Regions from separate parts of the Mus musculus genome. Here region 1 is linked to region 2. Evidence: chromatin contacts called from public HiChIP or PLAC-seq data. All regions are on one chromosome and are shown on one strand. Each heading gives the region's core, a stretch centred on a gene start, on an enhancer-like site or on the middle of the called end of the contact. The rest is flanking DNA. Distances are from core to core; before and after follow the strand shown.

Evidence for each region. HiChIP or PLAC-seq counts read pairs in DNA pulled down with a chosen protein or histone mark.
Region 1: a contact with region 2 is called in an H3K4me3 HiChIP or PLAC-seq map of the SCID.adh cell line, with 20 read pairs. The contact joins the promoter of Tmed9 here to the promoter of Grk6 in region 2. A contact is called at or near these places in 15 of 39 promoter capture datasets (the 3T3-L1 cell line, 3T3-L1-derived adipocytes, the C10 cell line and 8 more), 2 of 484 Hi-C or Micro-C datasets (B cells and embryonic stem cells), 7 of 115 datasets of contacts at active chromatin or transcription factors (the SCID.adh cell line, embryonic stem cells, intestinal villus epithelium and 2 more) and 3 of 9 other capture datasets (adipose tissue, liver and pancreatic islet).

Annotation. Positions count from the first base shown.
Region 1 is chr13:55,591,777-55,595,463 of GRCm38.p6, forward strand. It overlaps Tmed9 (transmembrane p24 trafficking protein 9), which reads left to right and starts at 1,359. Exons shown (of 5, transcript NM_026211.3): 1 at 1,359-1,581; 2 at 1,725-1,825; 3 at 2,929-3,054. The coding sequence starts at 1,398.
Region 2 is chr13:55,442,712-55,446,751 of GRCm38.p6, forward strand. It overlaps Grk6 (G protein-coupled receptor kinase 6), which reads left to right and starts at 2,620. Exons shown (of 16, transcript NM_001112711.2): 1 at 2,620-2,849. The coding sequence starts at 2,798.

The DNA of each region.
Region 1 (3,687 bases), core at 109-2,608, 150 kb after region 2:
GGCTTTCCTTATCTCTATCAATCCAAAGCCTAGAGAGGAATGTGTATCCTTTATCAACCCTACAAGCATGAAGAGATTAATTTAATCCCAGCACTAGGGAGGCAGAGGTAGACAGAGCTCTATAAGATCAAGAAGGACAGCCTGGTCTGTTGTGATCATAAAAAGAGAGCGAGCTATAAGAATATGTTCTGGCGGGGTGTGGGGGAAGAGGTTGCCTTAGTGGGCCCATGCCAAGGCATCCCTTCCCCCTGAGGGACCAGACCACACTGGTATAGTATAGAATAGTTTATTTAGGGCATGGGGAAGGCAGTTAAGAGAGTAGCAGAGGCAGAGAGAAGGAGAGAGTAAAGAAGTAGGGGCTGGCCATGGCGACGTGAAGAGAGAGGGGAAGGGAATAAAGAGCAAAGGGAAAGAGGCAAGAGAGTAAGAGAGTAAGAGAGAGAGGAGGGGCCAAGCAGCCCCTTTTATAGAGCCAGGACTACCTGACTGTTGCCAGGTAACTGTGGGGCGGAGCATACTTGGCTTCTGCCAGGAACTGTGGGGGTGGAGTTTAGAGAGATACCAACATGGTCTACCTATCAAGGTCAGAGCCAGGCAGGGCTACATAGTTAGACTGTCTCAAGAAAAAAAAAAAAAAAGATGCCACAATGTATCTACTTAGTACAGACAAAGGTATTGGTGAACAACAAACACAAGACATACATAAACAACACAATGATAGTTATAAATCTTATTAATGATTAAATTAAATGTAAGTGGCATAAACCCTACAATTAAAAGGTAGAACTTGGCAAGATGGCGTTCAAAAGGCATGATCTAATTGCATGTTGCCCCTAAGAGGTTCATTTTGGAATATAAAGTAATGATATGAGTGGGAAAGAATAGACAGTGCAAATAGTAACCGAGAGTAGGATGGCTGAACATAGTGTTGTGTGCACCTTATATCCCAACCTTAAGAGTCAGAAAGATCCCTACAAATTTCAGGCCGGGGGGAGTTTGCATTGTAAATTCCAGTGAGGCAAAGCAACATAGCAAGACCCTGTGTCAAATCAAATAAAAGTAAAGAGGGATGGGGAGAGGATGGGCAAGAGGGAGAGTTGTATTACTATTGGGTGAAACAGGTTCGAACCTTGCCTCCGCTTATATGTTGCGCAGGCTGACAACTATTATCAGTCATCTCGCTATTTGGCTAAACCGAAGAAAATCCTTCCATTTTGGAGACCCCAGTCCTCAGCTTGCAGAAACCAGCCCCAATCAGGTACTGCCGCGCGGAGGCGTGGTGTATCTAGGGACTTGTAGTCCATGCGGCGGAACTCGCAGTCCCGGCAGGCACTGCGGTGGCCTCCGCTGGGCTACGTGGCTCGGCAGTCTGCGCCTGCGCAGGCAGGTGGGGCAAGATGGCTGCGGTGCGAGGCGTGCGGGTTGTCGGAAGCTCACCGGGTCTCTTGCTGGGGAGAGGGATGCGGGCCTTCCTGCTACTGCTGTGGCTTGCAGCCCGCGGAAGCGCGCTGTATTTCCACATCGGAGAAACAGAAAAGAAGTGCTTCATTGAGGAGATTCCGGACGAGACCATGGTCATCGGTGCGGGGGCGCAGGGAAGCGTTTGGGACAAGTCAGTGGTCCTGGGGCGGAGGGGGATGCGACCTGTTCCGGGTAGCTAGCCTGGCCGCGAACCCCGCACCTCTTCGAGCTTATTTCATCTTCCTTTTTCCGCCTGTCTCCAGGAAATTACCGGACGCAGCTGTATGACAAACAGCGGGAGGAGTACCAGCCAGCCACCCCTGGGCTTGGCATGTTCGTAGAGGTAAAAGACCCCGAGGACAAGGTAAGCTGGCCCTTACCCGCTCCGGTACTTCTTTGTTAGTTTCCTTATCTGTTCGATCGAGAATTTTAGTTGGTGTTGTGGGAAGATACCGGATCTTCTCTAGGAACTTGGGCCGCGGTTTCTGGACAGGTTCAGTTCACAACTTCTCAGTGACCTCTGAGTGACTCCCCCAATTCGGCTGCTTTCCCTAGCCTGTGAAATGGAAGCTCACTTACTCTAGCGATAAGTGTATTAATTGCAGTCAGTGATGGATACCAAAAAGTTGCTAATGCTAAAGTTGTTGTTTAGGCCTTAATTTCACAAAACAGAACACCTTTCAGTTTTGACAAATAATGTTTTAAAGACAAAAGGCAAAATAGTTTTGTTGTCACTAACCATCAGAATAGTTGTGGAAGTTATTTTTGACATCACCATTCATCCAAGCGCCTGGAGAGATGGCTGAGCATCAAGGAAGAGCATTTGCAGCCAGGCAAATGCTCTTAAAGCTGGCCCATGCCTTTAATCCCAGCACTTGGAGGGCAGAGACAGTTGGATCTCTCTGAGTTCCAGGCCAGCCTGGTCAACAGAGTGAGTTTCAGGACACCCAATGCTAACATTCACACAAATAAAGAAAAAAAAATACTTAAAAAAATTAACAGGCATAAAAACAAACAAACAGCCGGGCGGTGGTGGCCTTTAATCCCAGCACTTGGGAGGCAGAGACAGGTGGATTTCTGAGTTCGAGGCCAGCCTGGTCTACAAAGTGAGTTCCAGGACAGCCAGGACTACACAGAGAAACCCTGTCTCGAAAAACCAAAAAAAAACCCCAAAAACTAAAAACAAAACAAAACAGCAACATGGTGGTCATGCTGCCCCTGGAAGGTAGAGGCAGGCCAGCTCCGCCTGGGGAGCAGTTACTCGCCAGCCTGATGTCAGACCCTTCAACCCTGCCCCAGATTGTTGCGATCATTTTATGCCTGTGGCTGAGTACCCTTGGGTCCTTTAGTGCTGTGACGTGCCCAAGGCTCTCCTTGCAGACTCTTGTGGTACTCAGAGCTTTTATCCCCATTTTTTCCTAGTCTCCTGGCAGCATCACTGACTGAAATCCTCCCTGTTATCTATAGGTCATCCTGGCCCGGCAGTATGGCTCTGAGGGCAGGTTCACCTTCACCTCCCACACCCCTGGTGAGCACCAGATCTGTCTTCACTCAAATTCCACCAAGTTCTCCCTCTTTGCCGGAGGGATGCTGGTAAGTAGGTCCATGGGTGACCAAAGGCTTTCAGGCAGTATACCCTGCTTAGGACTGGGCATTTGTACCGTGAGTGTGGCAGGTACTGGATTTTGTGCCTTTTAAAGCATTGGATTGCCAGAGGGCATACAGGGCATAGTGACTGATCAGTTTGTATAGCCATTTCTTACGACCGTAATAGTGTGCTTTTATTTTTATACAAGGCATACATATCCTGCTGTATACTTTATCATCTCTAGGTTACGTATAACCCCTAATGCAGTGTTAGTGATATATGTGGCATATGAATTGATCTAAAGAATGACCAAAAAGGCTTCATTCTCAGTACAAATATGTTTTTTGAATCTGTGTCTTTGCTCTTTGAAGTTTTTCTGTTCTTGGGAAGCCACAGCTACAAAGAACAAATGGTGTGAACATGGGTATTAACAAACAGTGTGAACATAGGTCAGAGTGTGAGCCCCAAGCTTATTATTTTCACTCGTATACCCGGAGCCCCATAGCATTGAGGGTGTCTCAGTGTGTGATCTGAATTTAACAAAAAGAAAGAGAAAAAAGGGAAGGTAGACAGATCAGCTGCCAGTCCGGCAGTCAGAGGCAGCAGGCCCGCCTCACTCTCTTCTCACTCTTCCCTCC
Region 2 (4,040 bases), core at 1,370-3,869:
GCCAAACCAGATTCTGGGTAATTTAAGACCAGGAAGAGACTGGACAGCTCTTGGGAGGGAGCTTGTTTGAATTCCCCATGCTGGCTTAACATCGCTGACCTCTAGCCCCCCAGCCTCCAACCCCAGCATCACCACTACCCCTCCCACAATGAATTTCAAGTGACCCCCAGCTGTCTTGTGTTGGTCCTTTCTTTGGAAAAGGCCCGGTCGGAAACACTGTAATACTGTCTGCTACCCAGGACCAATACTCACTGTCTTTTCCAATTTTCTTTTCTTTCTTTCTTCCTTTCTTCCTTTTTTTTTTTTTTTTTTTTTTTTTTTTTGGTTTTTCGAGACAGGGTTTCTCTCTGTAGCTTTGGCTGTCTTGGAACTCACTGTAGACCAGGCTGGCCTCAAACTCAGAAATCTGCCTGCCTCTGCCTCCCAAGCGCTGGGATTAAAGGCGTGCGCCACCACTGCCCTTTCTTAGGTGCCTTCAGATTTTCTTAGAGTCAGGACCTGCCTCTGCTTCTCCTAGGACTCCTCCCAGATGGAAGAGTGTTCAGATACTAGACACCAAAACCGATTGCCTGCCATTCATAGCCCAGAGCCCTCTAGGAAAGCAAATTTACTCATCTCCTTAAAAATCTGCCTCCATGACTCCCCATTACCCTCAAAATGAAGTCCAAGGACATCCTGGATCCAGGCTCCATCAAGACACTCTCCTCACTTCATGGTTCCCGAGCCCACCCCAATGCCCACTGCAAATTCTACAGACGCTCTGCCCTTAGGTGTTATATATATTGAGCACCCTCCCCTCTTCTCCTGACCCTTGTTCATTCTGCACTTGTTTAGATAGACTTGTTTACTTATATAACTTATTAATCTGTTTGTAGCTAGAGAACAAATACAGTTGACTGTCTTCTTCTACCAGATGAATCCCAGGATCGAACGCAGGTCTTCATATTTGGTCAGGCTTGCCCCCTGGCGCCTTTACCACCTGAGCCTTCTTGCCAGCTACAGGATCCTCGAGGATGCTGAAAGTGTTCTTTATCCAGGTTCTTTCCATCCTCCATGAGGTCAAGCCTTCACAGGTGCACATTCTCACTAGCCCTCAGGTCTCACCTGGACACAACGGTCTTCACTTGGTGCTTAATCATCCACTAGTCTGAACTATCATTGGTAAATATGTCACCCTTCCAGGAGTTTCACATTTCACAAAACAAACCCTTCTCTGTAAACCACAACACCTTCCATGGTCTAGCTGACACCCTTTTGTCACCATGGTTTGCTTTTGGCTCACCTCAGAACACAGGACTCTGGAAACATTTATGCTTTAGTCCTCGCCAAACTTAACTTTAGGCGTGGTGCCGCTTCTTGATTTGCTCAAAAGTCATAGCCTGTGACCACTCTGGTCCTTTAATGACATGGGGCGGGGGGGGGGGGGGCATGCGAGGCACCACAAAGCGTCCTCTCTAGTTCTTTGTTTTAGTAGCATTCATTCTAAAACCACCCATTAATGTGCTCACTTACAGGACAGCTACCACCTTTCTTCCCGCCTAGCACGTAAGCACTGAGAGTTTGGTTTTCTTGCTGTTACCACTATATCCGGCACCTGGCTGGGTGCCTGGGAAAAAAAAGCAGTGGCAGTATATATATATTTTTTTTCAAAAATGAATGAATATGGATCAAAAACATGTAGTTGAATCCGGTTGTTCCTTAATTCCCGAGTTTGGGCAAGCCTCCGTTTCCTGCTGTGCGAAAAGGGGTGGTGATGAGGAAGTGGGGGATTGAACTACACTGTGTTGATGAGATGCAAAATTCGGACCTGTCCCCCCACTCCCGGTCTCCGCGTGCAGCCAGCCACTCAACATCCAGCGCCTCAGGTCCCCACCTGTACAATGGGTGTGAACTCATCCTCAACGACTTGGGGTGGTTGCGCTGCCTTATAAGGCAGCAGAGGCCGAAGGCGCCGGACGGGTGGGAGGGGAGAAATCACAACATCCGGCTGCGGGGGCGGGGTACGGGGGTGCGGGGTGCGGCTGAATTGGAGGCAAGCGCTGCTGGGAAGGCAATAGCTTCCTTCGGTCCTCTGCTAGCTTTGGAAGCGCGCCCTTCTGAAGCAGCTGACCTAAGGGACGACGGCAGGACACCCATTCTAACCAAGCTACCTGATAGCCGGCAGGAGACACAGCGTGTCCCCAACAAAACCCTAGAAATCCCGTCGGCGCACCAGACACACAGCCACGCCCCCATCCTTTCACCCAATCAGATCGCAAAGCTGGATGGTCGACACGTCTTTAATCCAATCAGATGTTGGGTCTTCTGGGCGTGGTTCCCGAGAGGCCCCACCTCCGATTTCTCGGCAGAGGCTCGGCCCTAATTGGCAGCTCGGCATCCTACGAAGGCCTAGAAATTCGAACCTAGGGGCCGAATCCCGTCCGCAGTCCAACCAGAAATCGGCGACGCAACGGGGCCCTCCCCCTCTCCGCAGGGAGCGAGTTCCCGGCTCCGTGGGCGGGGCAAGAGAAAGAGGCTGACCAATAGTAGTCCGGCGCGGGGAGCGTCCGCTCGCCCATTGACTGAGCCAAGTAAACAGAGGGCGGGGCGGGGCGGGCGCCGGTGGACCGGGAGGGGCGCAGAGTACGCGGCGGGCGGCGGCGGCCCGGAGGCCGGTGGGGCCCGGAGGCCGCGGCGCGGTCAGTCGAGCCGAGCCGAGCCGAGCCGAGCCGAGCCGCGCCGATCGCCATCGGCTCCGGCTCTCGTGGGCGGTCCCGGCCGGCGGCGCGGCCTGGCGGGCCGGGCGGCGCTGCAGCCCATGGAGCTCGAGAACATCGTAGCGAACACGGTGCTACTCAAGGCCCGGGAAGGTGAGGCCAGGCAGGCGGGCGGCCAGGCCTGGGCGCGGGGATCGCGGGCGCGCGACCTCCGAGCTCCATGAGGCGTCCGGGCCCCAGTTATCCTCGTGCCCTGGAGTCTGCACCCGGACTCTTAAGCGCAGACATGAGCCCTTCCGGCCCTCCGCTTCTGCCCCCGGAACCCGGGGCCCAGGAGGGGCGGGGGTCGCGCCATGGGCCTCAAGTCGGGTTTGGGGGTGATGAAGAAGAAAGGGAAGGAAGGGAAAAGGTGGAACATGAGCCCCAGAGGAATGCGTGTGAGGCCTCTTCTACGTGAGAGGCAGGAAGGTGCCCCACGTGCCCCAGGCCCAGATGCCCTGAACGGCACAAAGTTGGTAATCGGTAAAGATTAGAGAATGAATGAGCCGAGCCTTTGTATAGACAACCCAACCGACAGGGGGAAACTTCTGGACACACACATTACATGCAGAACCACCACTCACCTGGAGCTTCTGGGCACTAAAAACGGGTGCATGGGTAACGTTTTTGGCATTTAGCAAGCCTTTGACCTACTAGGGCAGATGCACCGGGGAAATAAATGAGAGACGAGCATAACGGGCTATAAGGACTGTAGGGCTAAAAGCCAGTCTGGTCGACTTAGTGTGTGCGCGCACATGGATATGGTGCGGAGTTGCTCTTCCTTGGTTTCACTCCAGATGTTATTTGGCTCTATGGGTCCTAGATGACTAGAGCCAGACAAACGACATAGAGTGACATAATCATTAGATACCTGTAGTGCCCTACTCTGTCCAGGGTGCTGGTGGGCAAACACCAACAAGATTTTTCTTTTTGGAACTCCAGGGAGGGACACAGTGACAGCTTTCCACTTTCTGCTGGGTTTCCATGATGAAGGAACCTTCAGCTTCGCTGTTCTATATCAGTTTACAGGTGTGAAACTGAAGCTCAGATCAGAGATTGTAATTGACCTAGGGTCAGGCAGATACCCAGTAGAGTCTATAGGTAGCTCAGACAAGTCCCCAGTGTGCCGCAGTCCCTGATGTCCTCTGCCTACTTGGTGCATGTCACACCCAGAGAGGTGTTACCTGGAAATGGGATGGGCAGGTTGGATCCCTAGTGCCCAAGGGAGGCAATCTTATCTCCTGTCCCTTATCAAGCTCAGGGGCTGGGCCTTCCTCTCAGCCTCTGGGGGCATCTGCTGATTCT